Linked DNA regions of Triticum aestivum: region 2 is linked to region 1. Evidence: chromatin contacts called from public Hi-C data. All regions are on one chromosome and are shown on one strand. Each heading gives the region's core, a stretch centred on a gene start, on an enhancer-like site or on the middle of the called end of the contact. The rest is flanking DNA. Distances are from core to core; before and after follow the strand shown.

What was found. A called contact is a pair of places that touch in the nucleus more often than the background predicts.
Region 2: a contact with region 1 is called in a Hi-C map of an unstated tissue, with 5 times the contacts expected there. The contact joins the promoter of LOC123164992 here to the promoter of LOC123170395 in region 1. A contact is called at or near these places in 2 of 5 Hi-C or Micro-C datasets (leaf and an unstated tissue).

What each region holds. Positions count from the first base shown.
Region 1 is chr7D:248,494,208-248,498,823 of IWGSC CS RefSeq v2.1, reverse strand. It overlaps LOC123170395 (glycine--tRNA ligase, mitochondrial 1), which reads right to left and starts at 2,211. Exons shown (of 9, transcript XM_044588256.1): 1 at 1,672-2,211; 2 at 695-1,077; 3 at 494-611. The coding sequence starts at 2,196.
Region 2 is chr7D:248,780,443-248,785,058 of IWGSC CS RefSeq v2.1, reverse strand. LOC123164992 (chitin elicitor receptor kinase 1) reads right to left here and starts at 2,103. Exons shown (of 11, transcript XM_044582614.1): 1 at 1,274-2,103. The coding sequence starts at 1,931.

The DNA.
Region 1 (4,616 bases), core at 962-3,461:
GACTGTGCACGTATGGGAGGCTTTAGTAGGAGAATGGAATAGATGGGCCAGTGGTTTAATGGGCCAGATCAGCCCATCTACCTTATTTCTTCATGCTACAGTGGAAACGCCTACGCGCGCCTAGGCGACGCATAAGCGGGCTGTGCGCAAGTAGGTCACAAAACGCATAAGTAACGCCCAGCGCCTTTTTGAACTTTGGTTGCCACATGAAGAACACCCATCATTCATTAAAAATCATGTTGCATAAATATTTTAAATAAAAACAGAAGTAGTCTTAAGTCAACAGAATCATAAATTCCATGAAAAAAATAAGTCTAGATTGAACATTTGATTAAATTCAGGAAGCAAACACTATGTGCTGAATCATCATATGAAGAATAATCTGTTAGTGAAGTATAATAACGTTGCAAACATGCAAAGAATTAGCAAGTGAAATGGCAGTTTTACTGACAATCCAATGAAAGCTAAAAGCATGGTGTGACACACCACAGACCTCATTGCGGAATGCTTGACCAATTTGAGCTGCTGCAAAGGGAAGCTTTTGGCCATTGTAGTAGTACAAGTCCTTGAAGTTGACAAAAATACCCTGTGCAGTCTCTGGCCTCATATACCTATTTGTTCACACACAAAATGAGCATGTTTGGTCAATTCAGCACAAAAAAATGATTAATGTGGTGACTGGTAATCTTCTTACCCCACGCTAAGACCTGTTGGGCCAATTGATGTCTGGAACATAAGATTGAATGGGTAGGGAGCAGAGAGTGGGTTCTTTGTATCAGGGGCAACAATGCCATATTCCTTGATCTTTGCACCGAGTTCCTCTGGTGAGAGGTCATCTAACACAGCAAGGACGCGCTTAAACTCGGCAGCCGTCTCAGGGGACAAGGTGAGATCCTTCTCAAGCTTGTCCTTGCAGAAATCTTTCAACAGGTGATCAGCACGATAGCATGTGCCTGTCTTCTCATCCTTAACCATGAGGTCGGTGAACTTCTCGACATGCCCTGATGCCTTCAAGACAACCTCAGGTGTCACACAGGGGCAGTCAACCTCCAACATATTCTCCTCCAGAACAAAATGCTGGAAAAGGAATGGAGAAATTAGCATCTTCCCAAAACAAATTGCACGAGATGGTGTCATAAAATACAGCAACATAAAATATATTACTATCTAAACCCAACCAACATCAAGCACAGAAAATAATTCAGAAAGAAACAGAACCGTACCAATACAAGCTAGCAAATTGAACCCTGATCTCCACCAATATCAGGCATAGAAATGAACTGACAAAATCCATATTTACCAACTAGTACTAATGAACTGACATCAGGAATCTTCGTCATAAATAAATTGCCATATTGTAATTCAAGTACTGCAGTGGCAGAAAATGCAAGTGATATGTAAAAACTAAAAAAAACTTGTTTAATCGCCTTTAGAGGTGTGCACTTGTAAGTTTCCATATCTAGATTCTTTACTGAAACATGGGTAACTATCTTCCTTGTTCAATATATCTAGATTCCATATCCAAGTTCCACATAAACCACGGTGCAAGTGGTAAATCATCGCTACCCAAATACCCCTACATCAAATCGCAGCAGCTACGCAACATCGACTGCGATACAAGCATGAAAAATAAACCACAACATTTCGAGATGGGCTGGCGGCCTCACTCACCTGCCTCCAGAAGGCCAGGACGTTGGACTTGACCGCACACCCGGGCGGCCCGTAGTCGTACAGGCCGGCGACGCCGCGGTAGATCTTGAACGAAGGTATGTAGAAGAGCTTCCGCTCGAGGGTGTTCACCACTGTCTGCCGCATCTCCTCCCGCGCGGCGCCGCCGCCGGACCCGACGGCGGCTTGCAGCCTGCGCGCGGCCGCGCCAGCCTCGATCTTGAGCGCCTTCAGCGCCTCGACCGCCGCGTCGACGCCCTCCTTGGCGCCGGAGGCCTTGAGTGACCGCACGGCATCGGCCTGCGCGTCCACTGCCGTCTGCCTCTCCGCCAGCGCCCGGCGGAGCGCTTCCTCCGAGGGTGCTGCCCCGGCCATGGAGGAGGAGGAGGAGAAAGAGAGGGTCGCGGTGAGGGAGCGGCGGCGCGCAGCGGCGGCGGCGAGGGGCTGTGGGGCTAGGGTTCTGCTGGGTTTAGGGGCTCGGGAGAGGGAGGAGGCGATAAGCTGGGGGCGGAATCGCATAAACACCATCGACAGCGTGCGAGGTCGCGGCGGTTGTGCGTTTCCACCCTCGTGTTACCAACTTATTGCCGTTCGGTGGAAGTGTGTCTGCGTGATCCGGGCCTGGCTTGTTAGGTGCCTCGTGTGTGATACTACTCCGCATTGGAGGGATGTTTACGCAAGAGTGACAGTGTGTTGGGATGTGATCTGGACCGTTGGGCCAATAGTATCGGACGGTGAAGATTTGCAGCACAGGGATAATGCACAGGGAAAAAAATATCAACATATAGAATACCAAATCAATATCATTAGATTCGCCATGAAACGTATTTTCATACGGGGAAGCGTTTTGGCTCCGAGGAGCATTTGCTCACGGATGAACAATACCAAAAAAAATGTGGTAAAATGTTTCCAAAAAAATCTGATTTTTTTGTGGATGTTCGGGTTAGTGTCACAAGCATGCTTGACAATTTTCATGCGAAGTGAAGCACTAGTGTTTCGTCGGTGAAAAAACAAATTTGAGGTGACATTTTTGGGTAATATGTGGTGTTCAATTTTATTTTTTTGCACAAGCCAAAATGTTTAACCTTTTTGCCTAAAACTTTGCAGGTAGCATTTGGATGTGACTATAAAATACATAAAAAAATTGTTGGGATTTTTTAACATATTAAAAATCATTTTTCGCGGGCAGGAGCACGTGCTCCCGGGAGCCAAATTGGATTTCCGTTTCATATGGTATATATTTGGGACGTGAATTTTTGGGACATGCGGCCACGCGATGCCGTAATCTGAGACGTCCTGTTGTGCATCAAGATGGCTACTTAATATAGGCCCATTTGTAATACCTGACGCGTTAATTACGGACGCACTTGAATACGTCGCGTTATACATCACAGGAGTGGGCCAGACGCTATTAATGCTCGTATGAGTACATGCTCAACTGGTAGCAGCCTTCGTCACAGGGATGGCATAACGGATCTTGATGGTGGGCAAACATCATTAAGCATGCCCCTCGCTCCAAGCCTTGCCCTGTGGAAAAGCAGATGGAGAAGAGGAGATGGCTTTTGCAGAAACGGAGTTTAACAGGTTAGCCGGTTAAAACTATACTTGATCTGTGGTTTCCGGTTTCTTTTGGGTACGATTCAACGAGCCCACCTATAATCATCTCTCTGTGGCCTCAACCCCTAGCATGTCGATAATTTTATGGGCAACTTATGGATCTGGGTGCTTAAGTGGAACGTGGGAGATGCCTGTTTACATCTCATGTGTTAGAATTTTCCAGCCCGGTCTCACATGTCTTTCTTTTGCTCGATTAGTGCAGGAAAAGCAAAGCAGATGCATAGCGGGCGAACAACAAGTGCTGAAAGATTAACCACCCTGGAAACGGCCCTAACCTGATTTACAATTATATTCAAAGGAAAAAATTCTTTTGTTTAGAACAACATATTTCACTCGTTAAAAAAACAGACTCCACTCGTTCACTCGATTCAAACAAACGTTTTCAATTTTTTATTTAGAATGACGTACTTCATTCGTTTATTTCACTCCTTTAAGAAAAATAGATTCCACTCTGATATTCAATTCGGGGTCAGGCCCATCTGCACCCGGTGAACAGTAAAAAAATCATAAAAATCTGATTTTTTTTCATCTAAGATGCTTGAGTGCGCCAGATGAATGCAAAATTTCATGGCTAAATTATATTCCAGGAGCTCATGGCAAAAAAGACAAAGTGAGCTTCGAACAGTGTTGTTTTCAAATATTTCTCATAGATCCGAAATTTGTCTCCTTTGCCGAGAGCTACTAAAACATCCGAACTACACGAAATTTAGCACGGACTTCACGCATACAAGCATCTGGCATCACAAGAAAAAAAATCATTTTTTACTATTTTTAATTATTTTACTATTCACCCACGGTTGCATATGCCACTCCCATTCCAATCATTTCACCTGATTCAAACAAATGTTTTCAATCATTAAAAAACAATTACACTCGTTTAAAACAGCATACTGCATACTTCACTCACTACAAAATACAGATTCCACTCATTTCACTCAATTCAAATGAATAATCTCAATGGTTTTTGAAAAGAATGATTTCATTCGTTTAGAACAACATATTTCACTTATTTATTCCACACTCCTTTACAAAAATAGATTCCACTTGTTTGACTCAATTCAAACTAATAATTTCAATTATTTTCAACAAAAATGATTTCACTCGTTTCACAAAATAGATTACACTCGTTTCAGTCAATTGAAAATGAATAATTTCAATCATTTTCAAAATACAGTGATTTCACTCATCTAAAACAAGATATTGCACTATTTTATTTCTCCAAAAGGCAGATTGAAAATATTCCCTATGTACCGGTACCCGTGCACTCATTTAAAAAATCCGCTCTCTAAAAAAATAATTTTACTAAAATAAACTTCAACTACTCAAGAAAA
Region 2 (4,616 bases), core at 854-3,353, 290 kb before region 1:
CTACGAACAATTAACAATCCAAAACCTCATAATAAGATTTGAATAGAGCACCTGTATCACTCTAAAACTGAGCATGAAACTGCATAACACTTCCCTAGTATGACAATTAGTCCCCAATACTCCTTTTCAGTCAGCTAAACAAAAGCTAAAATTTAACCGAATTCCCCACAATTCAATTTGAATAGCAGCACTATTCACGAATTATGCAAAGATCGTTTGGGTCCCCAGAAATATTAGGCAATTTTCTTACTAAAGTTACCGTATCCTATAAACCTAAAAGAGTGATCCCCACTACTTCTAGTTATCTGAACATGTGTGCTTCCACATCATCAAAATTGTTGTAGTCGTTAGATTTAGGACCCGAATATCCAGCAAACGTCAGATTTTTAGGCATGGCAAACTGAAAGTTTTTTCACGGCAAATTATGTTTACCGAGGGTGGCAAGTTTAGTTGGTGAGCATGGCAAATCCGCCTCAGTTTATTTTTTTGCCAGAAATTACCGTGCTCGCCAACCAGATTTGACATCCTCACGCCAACATAAATTGCCATGAAAAACGTTCGACTTGCCATGCTAAAAATCTGACGTCAGTTTTTTAGCATTTTTGTAGACTTACTAGCTTGATCCACCAGCATCTGTCTGATCTACGCATGAGAATCCTATACTATGCAACATGCATTAGCACATTTTAAGTGGGTTTTTAATCAAATTGCATTTAATTGTGACATGCACAACTTCTCATGTTAAGTTTTTTTTTTTGCTTATGCAGAAATTTCTCACATAGTTTAAATGTAAGGACTTAACTAGTATTCTAGACAATATTTAGAAACTATATATCCAATTCCGTGGCAATGTGCGGGGTATAGTCTAGTATGCAGAATTGGCATGACCCAACCCACAGAATCAGCAACATAGAACAATATCAATCAATATGTTGGAACAAAATGGTACATGAAGGAAGAAATATATGCCGCCGGCATCATAACCAGAGTCCAATCGGTTCATTCTACACCCACAATCATTAATATAGATCGAACTTGAGAATCCAAAACGGTTTCTGGTGCCCATTTTATAACTTCGTTAGGAATTTTGAACAGAGCACCAATATCACTCTACAACTGAGCATAAAACTGCACACCGCACTTCTCTAGAGCAATTTATCCCCACAATTCAATTCGAATAGCAGCACTATTTGAATTCAATTCAATTAAACTGAAACTGCACGCCACAGTTGAGTCAGCTAAATCTATATACGATGGAGTTGTGAAGCCTGACCTTTGGCTGGGATATACACGATGCCGCTCCCGGTGACACCATCCATCCCGGGGTTATACTTTCTGAGCAGGTCCATCTGCTCCGGCGACGAGAAGCTATGATTGGCGGCGACAGAGGCGAGGGTCTCTCTGTCCCTGAGCGGGTATGTGAGGAAGAGGCCGTAAGCGGTGGAAATCCCAGGGTCGCCGCATGAGCAGTTGACGGTGACGTTGACGGAGCCGACGTCGGGGATGTTGTTGGCCGGGTAGGTGTTTGTGGCCTGCAGCCAGGCGGGGGTGGTGAGGTTGTTGAATTGGTCGGCGATGCTGATGTAGGTGTCTCCGGTGTGGACGTCGTAGCGGATAGGGGCGGCGAGGAAGGTGGAGGCCGGGGCGGACGGCGGCGCGATGCATTGGCAGGGGAAGGGGACGTTGAGGCGGTCCCCGGCGGCGACGAAGTCGAGGTTGGGGATCCCGGGGTTGTACTTGCCGAGCACTCGGTAGTCGGAGAACCCGAAGAGGCTGGCGATGTAGGTGACGTTCTGGTTGGACGCGACGTAGTAGGAGCCCAGCGCGTGGTCGCAGCCCGAGGTGCAGCCGTCCCTCGCTGCGGTGGCCGCGTTCGGGCCCGCCGCGGCGGCCAGGAAGAGCAGGAGCAGGGGGAGGAGCGGAGCCTCCATGGCGGCGTGGCGCGGAGCCGGAACCCTAGCGGGAGGGGCGGAGGAAGCTTGGCACCATTCGACAGTCTGTAGCCAGAGGGGATGGGCTGGGAGCGAGGGGAGAAGACGCTGACGCGTCGGGGAGTTTGACTCGTCGCGGGCACTCGGCAGTTAGGCCACGGCGTTTCACTGGCGGGTCTGGGCGAAACAGCCAGCGGGAGGTGGACGCGGTCGTGCCAGGGAAGCGAAGCGCGGCGGCTGCTGTTGCCGCGCGGTCAAACGAAGCGTGCTACGAATTCCTGAGGTCCCGCTGCGCTGGGCACGGGGTGGTGTCCCATCCCATCCGGGGGGAATGTTCCCGTCGCGCGTACTGCTAATTGCGAGATTATTAGGCTCTAACCTGATGCACTATTGTAATGCGATTACACGTTCGCTTCTGGATTAAATTAGTATTACTAGAATAATTCATGGCAAAGCAACTCTCGAGGTATACATGTATGCTGCCTCCGGAACCTCCCCCCGGCCGTAGGCACGTCGGCCGGTGACATTTGGAGCTATTCATTTCGGGGATTGTTTGGGACTTGGGCGCCGACGGCGGCGTCGTGTGCTCTGGAACTACCATCTGGAGCAAAGCTGGACGGCGGCCGTTCATGCGGTGGTTTGTGATTCGCTAGCTTTACATTCCCCGTCCAATTATATCCCCTAATTATATGGCGTGTCGGAGAGTAAGAGAAATAAAGACTGGTTTATTAGTGCCGTTGTGTGATCGAGACGCATGCACGATGTGGTTGGTTACTTGGTTGTCTGTTTTAGTCAGCGAAATCGTCGAAATGAGGAATGGAATCAAGGAAATTTAATATCAACTCATGTTTATATTCAACAAAACTCAAGTGTCCAATAATGAAATGTTGATCTTTTCCGAATAATCGTCGCGGGCCTTTCCTCTCTTTACCAAACTAGAGACAGCTCCTACCCGAACTCTCTTTATTCTTGTCTATGCGGCTTTAGGCACAGCTTGAGTCGGCTAGCATGAATGAGAATGTGTTCTGTGATATCCAGTATGTCAGAGCTTTTCGCTAGCTTGACATTCCCCAACTAATTATATCCCCTAAATATATGGCGTGTTGGAGAGGGGGGGGGAGAGACAAAGACCGGTTTGTTGGTTGATTATTAGAGCATCTTCAACAGATACCCTAAAATTGATTATAGGTGATGAGAACATGTTTTAGAGCACTATTTTTTTCTGTAACAAATGCCTTAAAACTAATGCCCTCGATTTTGAATTTTGAACATAATTCATTGCATATTTCAAAATTACGAAGTTTACTATAAAATGTTGAACATTAAATATTAAAAACACACAATTGCACACTACTATGATAGAACATCACTACTACGGCGACACTGCCACAGTAGACCATCACGGATCCAACGCTTTTTTGTACGCATACAATACGGGTCGAAGGCATCGAAGTCCGAGTCGGTGTTGATCACACCTTCGCCGGAAGGGCCTGCTTCGTGGTCACTGCCGGTAGACGCCTTCACCTTCTCCTCCTCGTTGGAGAGCTCCATCTCAAGCTGGTCAAACAACTCAGCAAACTTGGCAAAAGATCATGTGATCCTCCTCCTCCTCCTCTTTTCTCTCCTTGCGATGCGCCTCCTTCTCGACGAAGAATGAAAAATTCCACACGACGACCTCTCGATGGGCCTGGATGAACTTCGCCATGTAAAGCACATCGTTGGTCTTGGCGTTGCGTTGCGCCTCAGCCCAACGGCATGCCTTCTCCTCCTCACGGGACACGACCCGAACCGAAGGGGCGAGGAACTCTGCGTAGTCATCCTCCTCAAGGAAGTTGATCACCGCCCGACTTCGGATGTACCGGAGCGTCGCTGCGTCGTACGCTCGTGTGGCCAACTCTGCGGTGTCTGTTGGAATATGCCCTAGAGGCAATAATATTTGTATTATTATATTTTTGGATTCATAGTTAAAGAATTCTGGAATATGCGATTCAGTGGAAAACTCATATGCACGTGTGGAAAAATAAACGGTTAAATAAAAGGTTCCTAGTCTTGCCTCTCGGACTAGCTCAAATGTTGTTGGTGATCATGTTTTTTGGATCTTAGGATATCGTTAAGTGTTAAACGATAGTCCTAAAACAACATTGAGATTATGACGTTGGAAGAGCGATCATATTGAATCGACCCAAACTTGTCTGTTATGAATTGAGTTTATATTGTTTGTAATAAATTGTAATAACTCAGAGTGTTAACATGTGATTTTGCTCCTTAGACCATGAGAGTATTGTAGTCACTTCTTATGGTTCGGTGGACTTTGGGGTTTCTCAAACGTCACATTTAACATGGTGATCATAACACAACTTACAGGCTCATCGGAAAGTTTGACAAGGGACTAGATATCTCAAGAGACATTCTTAGGGCCCTCTCGGTGGGGACATATTCTTAGGGCCCTCTCGGTGTGACGACATCCATCATCGTCTAGCCAGACACAGGTGACCATGTCATGGGATGCCAGAACACAATAACGAGAAAGAAGAACAAAACCGGTATTGAGGATAACGGTACAGTGAGCATGTGATGACTCGAGAGGATACTGATGCATCCCGGGTTTTGTGAAGTATCGTGAAGCAAAGGGAACATCACATGATAACCAAAGTTTCACTCGAATATCATTTGTGTGCTCATAGG